Regions from separate parts of the Danio rerio genome. Here all the other regions are linked to region 3. The links are chromatin contacts, called in public HiCAR-type and Micro-C maps. All regions are on one chromosome and are shown on one strand. Each heading gives the region's core, a stretch centred on a gene start, on an enhancer-like site or on the middle of the called end of the contact. The rest is flanking DNA. Distances are from core to core; before and after follow the strand shown. Region 1 overlaps adka (adenosine kinase a). Region 2 holds the start of vcla (vinculin a). Region 3 holds the start of dusp13a (dual specificity phosphatase 13a).

Region 1 (4,397 bases), core at 1,861-4,360, 340 kb before region 3:
TACATAGGAGGGGCAACGGCCCCTGTAATGGAAAGGAAGGTAATCCTGACATTTTTACATTTATTTCAATGTGTTTTCATGCCTAAATAAATTAAAGCACAGACCAGATTCACATTTAAGGGCAAGGGGAATCACCTGGTGGTTCAGTGGTATGGCTTGCGTATAGTGAGTATTGGCTATTTGATATTTATTGCCACCCTTCATAAAAATGGAAATACAGGAAAATACATTTACAGGATGATAGTGGGATAGAATTGTAAAATATGGGAGAATCTTGGGAAAGGGGGGAGGGTTGACGGGTATGGTACATGCAAATGATGCAGGCGTGCCCTGTGAGTCACACAACAATCTGCTTTGTGTTCTGTTCTGATTGTCTCACAGTATGCAAATTTCATATACTGATTTCTTATTATTCGACTAATATATATACATATATTAGGGAAACATAATAAATAATGAGGATACAGATTTTTACTGTTAACATTTTTGCAGTTTTTTTACAGCTGAAATTAAGGCCATTTTTACAGTGTACATTTACTGAATTTTCCACCTGTCTAGTTTTGTTTAATGAAACAATATATCAGAAGTGTAAAAGAAGACCCTGTTTTATCTGCAGGTGGTTTTGTGTGAAAGGAAGTTGATGATTATTCTGGTATCCAAAAAAATGAACTTTGTTTTGACGCTGCCCTTTAAACATTCTGTTGAATATACTGTAAGTAACTTTCGTAATAATTTTGATTAGTAAAAAAATATAGTTGTTTGTAGCTAAGTGAATATAAAAACAAAATATTTTCTGCATTAAACTCTAAATACTGTTTGTTGACAGGTTGTTGTGGTAATTATGTTTTGGTGGAGTTAAAGGATCTAGAATACGGTCATGCAGAAGCATTCATTACTAAGGAAGGCCACAGCATTTCATTGCACTGTAAACTTCTACAATAGTTGCATCACATGTGGTGTTGAGTCGGGATTATAGTTGGCCAGTCAGTCACCACAGTTCAGAACATGTCAGTTGTGGATCAGTTATAAAATGTATCTGTAATAGAGTGAAAATTGATTATTTGCATGTTTTAAGGCTTCTTACTGTAACTTCTGAATGAGCTTTAAATTATTCAGGAGCAAGAAATGATTATGTTTGTTGCTTAAAGATTAGTTGTATTTCATTTATACTGTAAACTCAGACCACGCAGTGTTATTTTACATTTCATTTTTCAGTTTCTGTACCTGAATACCGCTGGACTCATCAGAAAAATGTAAAGCATAGTTTAAGTTCATTAAGTGCTGTCTAAGTTGACTGGGTCGAATAGTCTTAAGATGTCTGCCTAATATATGCAAACGCTTTATTGAGCTTTTTAGGGATCGCCGATATATTATTGTTTGTTGTATAAATTAACTCCACAATAAAAAAAAAGAATTGTCTTATTGTAATAACAATAAAAGCTACAATTAGCCTGTTAATTGATAAAAAGTTAAATAAACGTTAATATCACAGAATAAAAAGAAATTAAATCATGCTGTGAATTTTATGTAATAAAGGCTAGGTCAATTAGCATTGCACTATATACTTTAATGCTTATAGAATACCCAGGATAACACGAATAATCCAGATATTACCACAAGTATTTGTTTATTCTCCATGTTTGATCCATTTATTTGTTTCCATCATTCTTATCCTCAAGCAGTGAAAGCAAAGCGTGAAGTGTGTAAAAAAAAAAAAAACTGAAAGTGTTCTTTAAAGATACTTGCCTTTTTTGTCTCTCAGTGGATACATATAAATCCTTGTGAAAATTATACCTTGATATCATTTTAAGCTCATTAAAGCCCATTCCTAATGCTTATCCAACATTCATTAATTGACTATGTTAATTAGCAAATACTTGTCAGCTTATTCTGCCCCCCCCCCCCCCACCCCCCATTTTCCTAACAATGTAATTGATACTCTGCTAATAATACATTAGTTACTTGTTACATGCTACATGCTAAGTTATTGTCAGTGTCTCAAAATAAAATGTGTCAGGGCTTTGTGGCCAGCTTTCACACTTTTGCTTTGTGACTAACTTTTTACACTTTTGCATCTAAAACTTGTTTAAAGCGATTAAAAATGTTGCTTAGACTTCTGATTTCTGTAACATTAGTTGTTTTCCGATGCCACTTGATTTATGAAACAGTTTCAGGTATTTTCTAAAGTGTCACTAACTTTAGCTTTCATTAATGGACTTTAAATAAATAAATGCACAACATATTAAATGCCCATAATAGACATTTTCAAAAACCTTTTCCAAGAAACAGATTGTAGTTTCCAAATCTACCAGCAGAGGCTAACAGAGCTGTTAACCAGAAAAACAGTTGACCCCTGCACAAACCCAAGGGTTTAAACTCATACTTGCACAACACTGCCATCTTGTGACAAACATAGACTGTCTTTATAGTTTAATTTATTTTCTATATTCCTTTTTAAAGACATTTAATTTCTTAACTTTTTTTTTTTTTGCTTTACCTGTAAAGTCACAAACATCTGTGCTCAAAAATACCTTTATAACTCCTCAGTGTTGCTATGTGATTTAAATAAAAGTCATATCTGTTTTAAGAGGTGCGTTGTGTGCCAGAATCTATTATCGTAATGTACAGCTGCCTCTGGTCTTGTAACACTTCTGGGTGTTTATAATGGCATCGTCTCAGCAGATGCAGTAGCTACGTCAGCCAGCAGGTGGAGCCATACGCTCAGGCATTTTAATAGCTTAAGACAGCATCATGCCGCAGGGAGGCTTTTGCCAGTGCACAACAGGAAACCTTATCCGATTTCAGATTAGTTTTGTTTAGCAGGGGACGGACAATTGAGCTGCTTCCCAGGCTGAAAGGCCAAGCTTGACTGAAGTTATTTGTTTTCAAATTCTTGAATGGAGTCATTTGTATATGCTGAAACAGTTATTGAGATTTGAGTTCATGAATAAGCAAGACAAACGCTGAACACGCCGACTGTGATCTGCGTCCTTTTGTTTTGTGGATTGTCCTAACGGTGTGCAGCCGCGGGCGATCAGCCTCCCCCCTGAGAGAGCTGAGTCTGACGGTTTCCTGTGTCTCAGATGGAGCCGCTTTTGATGAGTGTGCTGTTCTTTATTCGAGAGCGGGCAGGAAAAAAGAGCTGTTGCGCACCGAAAGCTAAATTGCAGGTGCACTGAGGATAGGGGGTGGAAAAATAGTATATTTGAGAGGGACAAACCGTTTGCAAATCGCGCACGCTTGCAGTATGAACATTTACTCAGCAGTGTTTTGGGGCAAAAAGCTTTGTCAACATTAAAGAAAGGGGAAAAATAGATTGGCAGGGATGCTTAGCTCTTGGAGTTGGAGGAGACGGCTACAATTAATCATCAGCACTGCATTCTTGACACTTCCGGGGGGGAAATAAATACACCTAAACGAACCACGAACTTGTACTGTATGTTCCTGTTAAGTTATCCTTGTGTGAGCCGTCCGAACTTTGCCTTCCCATTGGCAGACATGCACCAGTGCTCGTCCAACCTTGGCTAGAAGCACGTATAAAGCGCCACACCTCAAGATCCAGTTCCAGGGGTCAAGATGGTGACCTTACCCTGACCTTAAAGACGAGTAGGCAGGGGGGTTTGTCTACAGGTCCAGAATCTCAGGATCAATGGTCCCTGATGGCTCCGACTCCCACTCTGGCTCCTGCCTGATTCGTTTCCCATCAGCCATCCCTTCGCAGCTAAGTGATTTCCCCTAATGGCTGGATGTCCGAGCGGTAACCTCTTAACGCTCTGCCCTGCATCCACTTGAGGATGCTCTTGAGGATGGAGAGAGAGAGAGAGAGAGGATCTTGCTTGTACTCCTTCGTCTCAATCTTCATCATCATCACTGAGGCTCTGTTGTACGTTATGACTGCTTAGATTTATGTGCTGTGAATTACGGCGGCAGTAAGCTGACTGCCAGGAAAACTCAAGACTGTACACCGCGGCCCAGCTCAGAAACGCAACATTGGCTTTTATGGCCACTATGGGATTTTCCATTGGTCTTTACCCTCTCAGGTGGGAACATAGATCTTTTTTTTTTCTGCTGAGATGCATTAGACGGGTTGTAGCCAAGTGTTACAGGGAATCAGGTAGTCTCTCTTTTTTAAGGTCTGTTTGTTCTGCAGTCAGAGCTGGACGGTCTCTAATTGCTAAGCTGCGGGCCGCCGTGGAGCCCAGCCAGGCCGTCTGTTTTCCTGCTGCACTAAATGCTGGCCTGATGGCGGTGGGCTGGTCCCGCTCCACGCTCTCCTTACAAGCATTCATGCCTGCCATGTTTACGACAGCCTTCAGATGCCTTTCCCTCTTCACTCCTGGTTAAGTGTTTGGTTCGGTACGCGGAGCTGTCGGGGTTTCCGAACGGCCACAAACCCC
Region 2 (4,434 bases), core at 491-2,990, 440 kb before region 3:
AACCATCTTGCTGTGGGGCGGTAGCACTACTTGCGCCACCGTGTCACCCCTGTTTTCAAAATGTTATTTATTATTATTTTATATGATAATCAGGCTACAACTGTTTTTTAGATTTACTATTTTAACATTTTCTTTTAAATCAGTTTACTTGATATAAGTTGAGATGACTAGAAAAGTAAAAAATAAATTTCTTTTTATAGCATACAACAAATTAGCTTAGTATTTTTATGATGTAGTATCTTAGTATCTTTGTGTTGAACACAAAAGAAGATATTTTGAAAAATATTGGATACTGGTAACCATAGACATCCATAGTAGAACAAATTATATTGTCAATGGTTATCTGAGGGCGTCACGGTAGCTCAGGGGGTAGCACAATCGCCTCACAGCAAGAAGGTTGCTGGTTCGAACCCTGCTGGGTCAGTTGGTATTTCTGTGTAGAGTTTGCTTGTTCTCCCCGTGTTCGCGTGGGTTTCCTCTGGGTGCTCTGGTTTCCCCCCACCATCCAAATTCATTCCTCTGTGGCGACCCCTGATTTATAAAGGGACTACGCCAAAAATAAAATGAATGAATGAATGTTTTTCAGCATTAAAAATATTTATCTTGTTTGTGTTCAGCAAAAAATGTTAAAAAATTAAGCTCAAAAAGGTTTGTGACAAATGAAGGGTGAATAAATAATGACACAAATTTTCAGTTTTGCTTGAACTATCCCTTTAAGTGTCCAGCGGTTAACCTCAAAATATGAATTTCTACAGTGCCTTGTTTATGCTTATTTGTATTTCTTTGTAAACTTCATTTGAATTTCAATGTATTATGTAGTTTTATATGGTCACTAAACTAAACTAACAAAACTGAAACCATAAAACCAACAGAATTTACACACTTTAATAAAAAGAAATAAGACAATTTTTTTGAGTACTTAATCAGGATGTTATAATTATATCTTGCCATAAGAGAAATAAATAAATTTCAAAATGCATTTAAAATAAAGTATTCTAAGATATATATTTCGTGGTATGGTATTTTATTACACTTGTGATCAAATGCATTCAGCATAATGTAGTTTACGCTTTGATGTGTACAGTATATATATATATGCAAGGTCTATAGTATATTTACAATATAGAGGGGTTATGTGTGCAAAAAATAATCAAGATTTTAGGTTATTAGAGAGACATTTAGGAGGCACATTAACTTCTGGTTCTTGTAAGTGGGTGTTGTTTAATAGCATCTTCATCCAAAACTAAGACGAACTGTCCACCCACACATTTCACTGTCACACAGAAATGATCACATGAAAAATAAAACAGCAGCAGATGATCTGAATTAGACGCTGCAGCCTAAATATAGAAATGGTCTGTTGTTTCAGTAACACAATTACCTGTCATTAAGTCAATTATAATTCACGGAATCCTCACTTTGCCATTCCAGCCCGACGCTTTCCCTTTTTGGCCACCGACTGCATGACGTAGCCAGGGAAGCTCTTATCACAGGTAGGGAGGGGCGGAGGAGAGTGGAAACAGCGTCAGCGCGGACCAATCAGATGCTCTGCTTGACGTGAAACCTTTGCGCGGATTGGTTGACGAGCGCTGGCTCTTTTAAGCCGTGCTGTGGTTCGCACTCACCGGGCGCCGTGCTTTGGTTTCTCCACTGAAGGCGTCAGTCGCTGAGGAGGCGTTCAGGGATTTCTCTCTTTGCATGAGTGGAGCAAACCCGGGAATAGACGTCTGGTTCGTGGTGCCCTTGGAAGAAATCACGGGGAAAGCGCAGGACAGAGCCGAACACGTGCCTTTTTCTCACTTGTGCTGAGGATATTAAGATTTCAGGATGCCAGTTTTCCATACCAAGACGATAGAGAGTATCCTGGAGCCGGTGGCTCAGCAGATTTCACACTTGGTTATCATGCACGAGGAGGGAGAAGTTGATGGGAAAGCGATCCCAGATCTCACCAGCCCAGTGGCGGCAGTGCAAGCGGCTGTCAGCAACCTTGTGCGGGTGAGAGAAAGAGAGAGAGTCCTGTCATCCATACAGCATCTTTTGCTTCTGCTGTCTTTATCAGAGCACACTCAGTTTTGATAAAACGTCTACATTTATAAAACACCATGGTAACCATAGCTTCTGCCCTCATGCTACCACGTTGGTACCACGGTTATTGGTACAACTGTATAGCTAATAGCTAGTATAAAACTTTCTGTCATTTAAGTTTACTGTTAAAATGCTTTTTTTTAGTAACAATTGTGCCCTGGTATTTTACTGGAAATTACTATTATTGTTTATTATACTACTTTGTTTTAGACTGGTCCTTTGCTGAGTGTTGCTTTTGGAATTGAAAATGACAAACATACTGATTTGACAATTAGCCCCATCAATGAGATGATGGTTTGGTGTAAACAGATGCTCTTGAAGGCTCAGTGAGGAGACATGAGGATTAGAGCAGGTGTCGTGAGTTTTCAGTTTTGGAGATTTTTCTTTTAAAACATTTCTCTACAAGTGTTAAAGCATTTTATTGAAAACAGAAATGTTTTGGTTGGGTTACAAAGGGTTGAATGCAGCAACTTTGGAATTAAATGAATGTTGACAGCACTAAGGATTTGCAGAAAGGTTCTTTAGCGTATCAAAATGACCTTTACACCAAGTATAATGATTATTTCAATAACTGTTTACTGAATGGCTCTTTAGGAAACCAAAAACAGGGAAACAGCCTTTTTATTTATAGTTAGATGACCTGTAAACTTGTCTGTTGCCTAATTTTCTCTAAATGCATCTGATATTGGAGTGATTACAGTATTTTGAAGCTTTGAACCAGCAGGAAGCAATGATGTTTGCATCATTGAACTTAGTGGTACACATGAAGTGCAGGCTTTAATCGTCTGTGAACAAGGAGTTCATCTGTTTAGAAAAGTACTTTAAGTTCTGGTGTTGTTTCCAGGAAACGTCAGAAACAGAATCATCAATCCCAGAAACTTCAAGAGTATTGTACCATTATTTTCCCAGTGTACCCACAGCAACCAGACCTAATCTTGCTGGTATGTTCTCTTTCCTCTCTGGTCTCAATAAGTGAGTTTCTGAAGCCTAATTGAACCAGTTAATTTAAATGCATGATGCTGTTGAAACGCAAAATCTTACAGAGCAGCGCAGAATAGAATATCTAAGATTATTACTTTAAGTTATTTACAATTCAAAAGCAGAATAAAATAGTACTCAGAAAAGTATTTTTCAGATGGATGAAGGCATTAAACATTACAAGTTAAGAGAGCAGAATGCATTTCACCACTGCAGATCATCATTTTGTTAAAACTGAAAACTCAAAAGTTGTTTCCATGTATTTGTCCATTAAGTATTAGCCTATGTGTTCTTATTTGTCTTTAACAAGGTTTATTTACTCCCAACTGCCATTAAGTCAAGTAACGTGAGTAGAATCCTTCTTATGTACGTGAGGAAGTCACAAATAGAGAGTGAGCATTTTGTGCTGGGAATAAATAGGCCTTCTAGCCCGAGAAGTAACTCTGTCTCACAGCTCATGACGGGATGAGGGTGTTTCATACCCAGAGTAAGTGACTCCCTGCTGGTTTGAGGAAGTCTAGGGTGTCAGCGTCTTCGATGAAGACACACCCTTGAGCCCCCCATTGAGCGCCCGTTTCGCACCCCTCATCAATGGCACCTGTTACTGCTGAAGTGTCCAGCACATCAGCCAAGCCTCGAAATCAAGGCTTTATATCTGTTCTCAATCTAAGGAACGTTCTGTATCTTGGAGACTGATCTATGTTTAGATTGTCAACATTCTCTTGGTAGCTTTGGGGTTGTGTAGAAATGAATTAATCGGCTAATAAGAGTAAAATGAGAAGATAACACAAATAAAAATGGAGAAGATAACACATATAAATGACTCTCACAGTCCCTAGTTCAAGTGTGGAGTATAAGGCCAAGGCATAGATACAACCCAGAACCATATTTGGTCTTGTTAACTTAAATTCATTTTAGGCGTGGAAAAACTGTATTGAAGCCAGTGAGGAATGGACAGTTAGATCTGGACCTTTTGAGTTCATTTATATTTCTGAATGCTTTCATGGTTCTTAACTGAGTACACAGCAGGGGTCTGGCATGAGGGGGAGTCTCCATGTCTGTCTGTATGTCTGTCTGTTTCCCTGGCCAAGTCTGACACATTGCATTGGAAGAGCGCCATTGGCATACCGTTCATGTGTGTTTGTAAATGTGCTATATCAACCATGTTTCCACCTGGTATTAGCATGCATCCATTTTCATCTCTTATTTCACCGAGACCCTTTTCTCTTATGTTTACTTATCCTTATCTTATACTGCTGAAGAGTGAGTGGGAGTTCAAGTGAATGCATATGAATGACAGCTATGATTGTAATCTGTGTGTATTGGTACAACTGGTTTTGGTCTGCTTTCACACAACATGTCTCATAAATA
Region 3 (4,494 bases), core at 94-2,593:
ATTTTCCTTTAGGCATATCAAGGGTTGCCACAGCGGAATGAATTACCAACTTATCCAGCATATGTTTTACACAGTGGATGCTCTTCCAGCTGTAACCATTTTTTTATATCAACTTAAATTTCAGTTTATGAGACCACCAAAAAGGGTCTCATAAACTGATTGGTCTCATAATGCTGGTGGGTAAACCTGAAAATTGGTTCCATAAACCACATATGCCAACACACACACACTACGGCCAATTTAGTTTATATAATTCACCAATAGCCCATGTCTTTTGACTGTGGGGTAAAACCGGACCACACAGAGGAAACCCGGAGGAAACTCCGGTAAACACGGAGAGAACATGTAAACTACACAGAAATGCCAACTGACCCAGCCAGGGCTCAAACCAGCAACCTTCTTGCTGTGAAGTGACACTGAGCCACCATGCCACCCCATTATTAGTTCAAATTAGAGTAATTTTATTTAAAGTCAATTATTATTCATGTACACTGAAAAAAATCATCCAGAGATGATTCTTTGGATTTACTCAATTTTCTTTTTTTACGTTTAGTGGTTGTAAACAATTAATTTGTGCTGAATTTAAACAAACAAATTAAGTTGACCATTAATAAACTTATTTTTGTTTGTTTAAATTCAAAACAAATAAATTGTTTGCAACAGTTCAGTAGATTCAGTAGTTTTCAGTAGACTTATTGTGAACTGCTACTGAACAAAATACATGCTGTGTACATATTCATTTATTTTACTCGACTAGTTGTTGTTGATGTCTCATTTATTGAACAGTGTTTACCGTGTTTGAATAAATCTGTCATGAAGATGATTATTTATGATAGATGGCCACAAAAGATTTAATGTGTGTAGTGGGTGGTGTTGTTGCTATCCATCCCGTATAACACGCTGGGAAAGAAAATCCGCTCACTCTAAATAGGCCTGACATGCAGTTTAGATGCATTCTCCATTCCTCTTTATTTGCAACAGCCCATCAAACTAGCTGAGCCCACCTGAGACCATTGCTGGTGAAATCTTTTTGTTGCTAAGAGGCAGAGAGCGCACTGACACTCCACTTCAGCTCTTAACATCATTAAAATGAATACCGAGGGCTTTTTATGGAATATCATTCCACTTAGGATTCCTTGACTGTTGTGGCGAATGTGTTTACAACTCAGGTGTGGGAAAGAAAGCGCACCATGCCAGAGCCATGAGCGATTAGGTTAGCCAGCTCTCCAAAAACACCCCAATGTTACTTTCTAAAAGCCTTTAAGAAAAAAAAATCTCGCCTCCTTTTGTGAACTTACATTTTGCAGCCGGTGGCCCTTTTCTTCCTCTCGTTCTCAGATTGCCTGCTCTTCTCTCCTTGGTCAGGGACGTTGTCGACAGCCAGTCCACAGATATGTCTCTGGAGGCTGTTGCTTTTTTTAAATGGTGTATAATTATAAACTTCCCTGGATACAAAGAGCTCTTCCAGGTTTTAGTGGGCAGTCAGTCAGGTTTGCTTTCAGAAGACTGTCTTTCCCTCGACAATGATCTTCCGAGCATGTTCTGCGCATATTGTGTGTATCTTGGCTAGACTCCCGATATTGTAAATCAGTCTCGCAGTGCAGACGAAGGTAAAGGTGGGTCATCAGCGGCTTTCATTGCACACATACATCTTTATCATGAGTCACTGTACAGGGAAATACAGTACATATCATCTCACGAGGTCTCGCCAGCTGCTAGGTTAAACACTCTTGAAATCCAGATGTTCCTTTCATTCGCCTGGAGGGCCAGTCTTTGATAAATGGTGAGATCTTTGCACATGCAAGTGCAGTGACACGTTGGGCAATTGGAGCGTGTCTGATGCTCTTCTCCAAGATAGGCTGTCTTCTTTGCACTCCAGCTGAAACTGTTTAGCTAGTGCTCAAAGCTTCAGTAAATTAGGCTCTATGTGTAAAACAGGGAAAGACTTAACTAAGAGTTGTTCTTTCCATGCCGGTAAAATAAGCTTTGAGCTCCGTAGTAATTACGGTTTTATGAAGCTAATAAAAAGGAATTAATGGCTTGGGTGTGAAAGCCGCATACACCTGTTCCTTCTCAAGAAATGCTTATTACTTAGTGTTATTAAAACCTCATACTGTATACGAGAGAAGCACAAAACAGCAAGTATGTTTTGAGGATTTTTTGTTTTGTTTCTGTCTTTCTTTTCTTGTCTCGGTGAAGGAAAAAAGATACTGCAGTGCACAGTGACTAAGCTTGGCTTTCTTTAATCTGTAGTTGGAAATTCAGTGTATGTAATTTGTATTAAGTGGTCCAGAGTTGCCAATTTGAAATTGCAGTGTTTGATCCAATCCATGAATCATTCGGCCTGCTTTTCTTTTGTGGTTTTAAAAGTCATGGAGATTTCATGGAGTAAATAGTCATGCCGTAACATATTCTACCATTTAAACCTAAGATTTTAAATAGCCTACTTTTATTCAGAAATAATGCATTAAAAATGTAAAGTAACCATAGATTTTTATTCTGTTACAAAAACAGTGATTATTACGATACCTACTGTTACTCCAGGCTTGCTTTGCACTTAAGTAGCCAAAATATGATACTTTTAAATTATTTTTTATCCACCACACACTCACCGGCCACTTTGTTAGGTACACCTGTCCAACTGCTCAACACAAATGTCTAATTAGCCAATCACTTGGCAGAAACTCAATGTATTTAGGCATGTAGACATGGTCGAGGCGATCTGCTGCAGTTCAAACCAAGCATCAGAATGGGGAAGAAAAGTGATTTAAATCACTTTGAATGTGGCATGGTTGTTGGTGCCAGACGGCTGGTCTGAGTATTTCAGAAACTGCTGATCTACTGTGATCGACTGGGACTACTGGGATCTTTAGGGTTTACAGAAAATGGTATGAAAAACAACATGTCTAACCATGAGGCAGATGGGCAACAGGAGCAGAAGACCACACCAGGTGCCATTCCTGTCAGCTAAGAACAGAAAACTGAGGCTACAATTCATACAGGCTCACCATAATTATATAATAGAAGATTGGAAAAAAGTTGTCTGGTCTGATGAGTCTGGTGTAATTATGTGGGGGATATTTTCATAGCACACTTTTGGCCCATTACTAACTGAGCATTGTGTCAACACCACAGCCTACCTGAGTATTGTTGCTGACTAAGTCCATCTCTTTATGATCACTGTGGACCCATCTTCTGATGGCTACTTCCAGCAGGATAATGCACCATGTCATACAGTGTGAATCATCTCAGACAGTTTTCTTGAACTCAAATGGCCTCCACCATCACCAGATCTCAATCCAGTAGAGCGCCTTTGGGATGTGAAGGAACAGAAGATTCACATCATGGATGTGCAGCCAAAAAATCTGCAACAACTGCGTGATGCTATCATGTCAATATGGACCAAAATCTCTGAGGAATATTTCCAATACCTTGTGAAACCTATGCCGAGAAGGATTAAGTCAGTTCTGAAGGCAAAAGCGGGTCCTACCTGGTACTAGTCAGTGTACCTAATAAAGTGGCCAGTGAGTGTATAAATGCACAATCATTAGAAATATTTACCATAGGTAAAATTTTAACTTTTATTTAAAATAGTTGATGAATAGTTCACTTAGTAAAACTGATTTATAGCAATAGTTTGAGCTGATATATGTTAATGAATCAAACTTAACACAGATTTTTACATAAATCAGGTTTGCTAACTTATTTTCTCTTACCAGCACGTGTGGATATATTTCTTTAAAGCATATTGTTTAGGCCATGATATGTGTCTGTCAGCTGATGTTAGTTTGTTCTTTTTATCCACGATATCTTAGTCTTGACAGTCTTCCCTGAGAAAACACTGACACAATGTAATCACGTACAGATGCATCTGCTTTCCAGAGCTCTTATGTGACACTAATGTGGTCTTCAGCTTCACCCCCTCCGAGCCTCTGCTTCCTCCAGTCAAATCAGGAGATGACTGAGCTTAGCCCAAAATATATACACACACACTTGGCTGAGCAGCTCGCGCCTGTTCCCCGTTCCTCTTCTCAATGATTTATCATCGTACAGTGTAAGCCAAGCAGCTAATCAGGAAGCAAAGCAGTGTCTTAATTGAATGTTCTCTGAAAGCGATGTGTGTCCGGGGATTCGAGCGGGTCCTGCTTCCTCCGCTCGCGCAGCTGCAGGTCACACTGTCCGGGTGAAAACACTGGAGAATCAGCCTCTCTTCTCCAGGGTTAACACCGATCAGTTATATTGTGTGACTCAAGAACATCTGCAAGATGCAATGTCACTGACAAGTGATAAGGGACTGTTAATTATCTTTGATCAATATATCTGTAATAATGTGGTTAATCAATAAAAGATTTTACATTGATATTAGTTAATGTCGCATATGAAGAATATCAAATACAAATAAAGAGGAAAATATCAGCCTACTGGATGACACTCGGCAAAAAAAGAACCAAGATTTTTGTATACCTGACACCATTGCTAGCTTAAAAGCCTTTT

What was found. A called contact is a pair of places that touch in the nucleus more often than the background predicts. HiCAR-type assays count read pairs that join an accessible place to other places.
Region 1: a HiCAR-type map of caudal fin shows a contact between it and region 3, with 12 times the contacts expected there. The contact joins the enhancer-like site here to the promoter of dusp13a in region 3. A contact is called at or near these places in 10 of 18 Hi-C or Micro-C datasets (caudal fin, embryo, fibroblasts and 3 more) and 2 of 4 datasets of contacts at active chromatin or transcription factors (caudal fin and embryo).
Region 2: a contact with region 3 is called in a Micro-C map of caudal fin, with 8 times the contacts expected there. The contact joins the promoter of vcla here to the promoter of dusp13a in region 3. A contact is called at or near these places in 2 of 18 Hi-C or Micro-C datasets (caudal fin and an unstated tissue).

The regions. Positions count from the first base shown.
Region 1 is chr13:28,395,199-28,399,595 of GRCz12tu, reverse strand. All of the region lies in intron 3 of adka (adenosine kinase a), which reads left to right. Among named protein-coding and RNA genes, the nearest start is that of adka, 20 kb to the left of the region's middle. Within about 2 kb of position 3,110, at least 17 of the 62 cell types and tissues checked have an H3K27ac peak or open chromatin away from gene starts, as enhancers often do. A contact at or near this core is called in caudal fin and skeletal muscle, where this site is marked.
Region 2 is chr13:28,499,387-28,503,820 of GRCz12tu, reverse strand. It overlaps vcla (vinculin a), which reads left to right and starts at 1,740. Exons shown (of 22, transcript NM_001128681.1): 1 at 1,740-1,995. The coding sequence starts at 1,828.
Region 3 is chr13:28,055,871-28,060,364 of GRCz12tu, reverse strand. It overlaps dusp13a (dual specificity phosphatase 13a), which reads right to left and starts at 1,343. Exons shown (of 4, transcript NM_001110395.1): 1 at 1,299-1,343. The coding sequence starts at 1,300.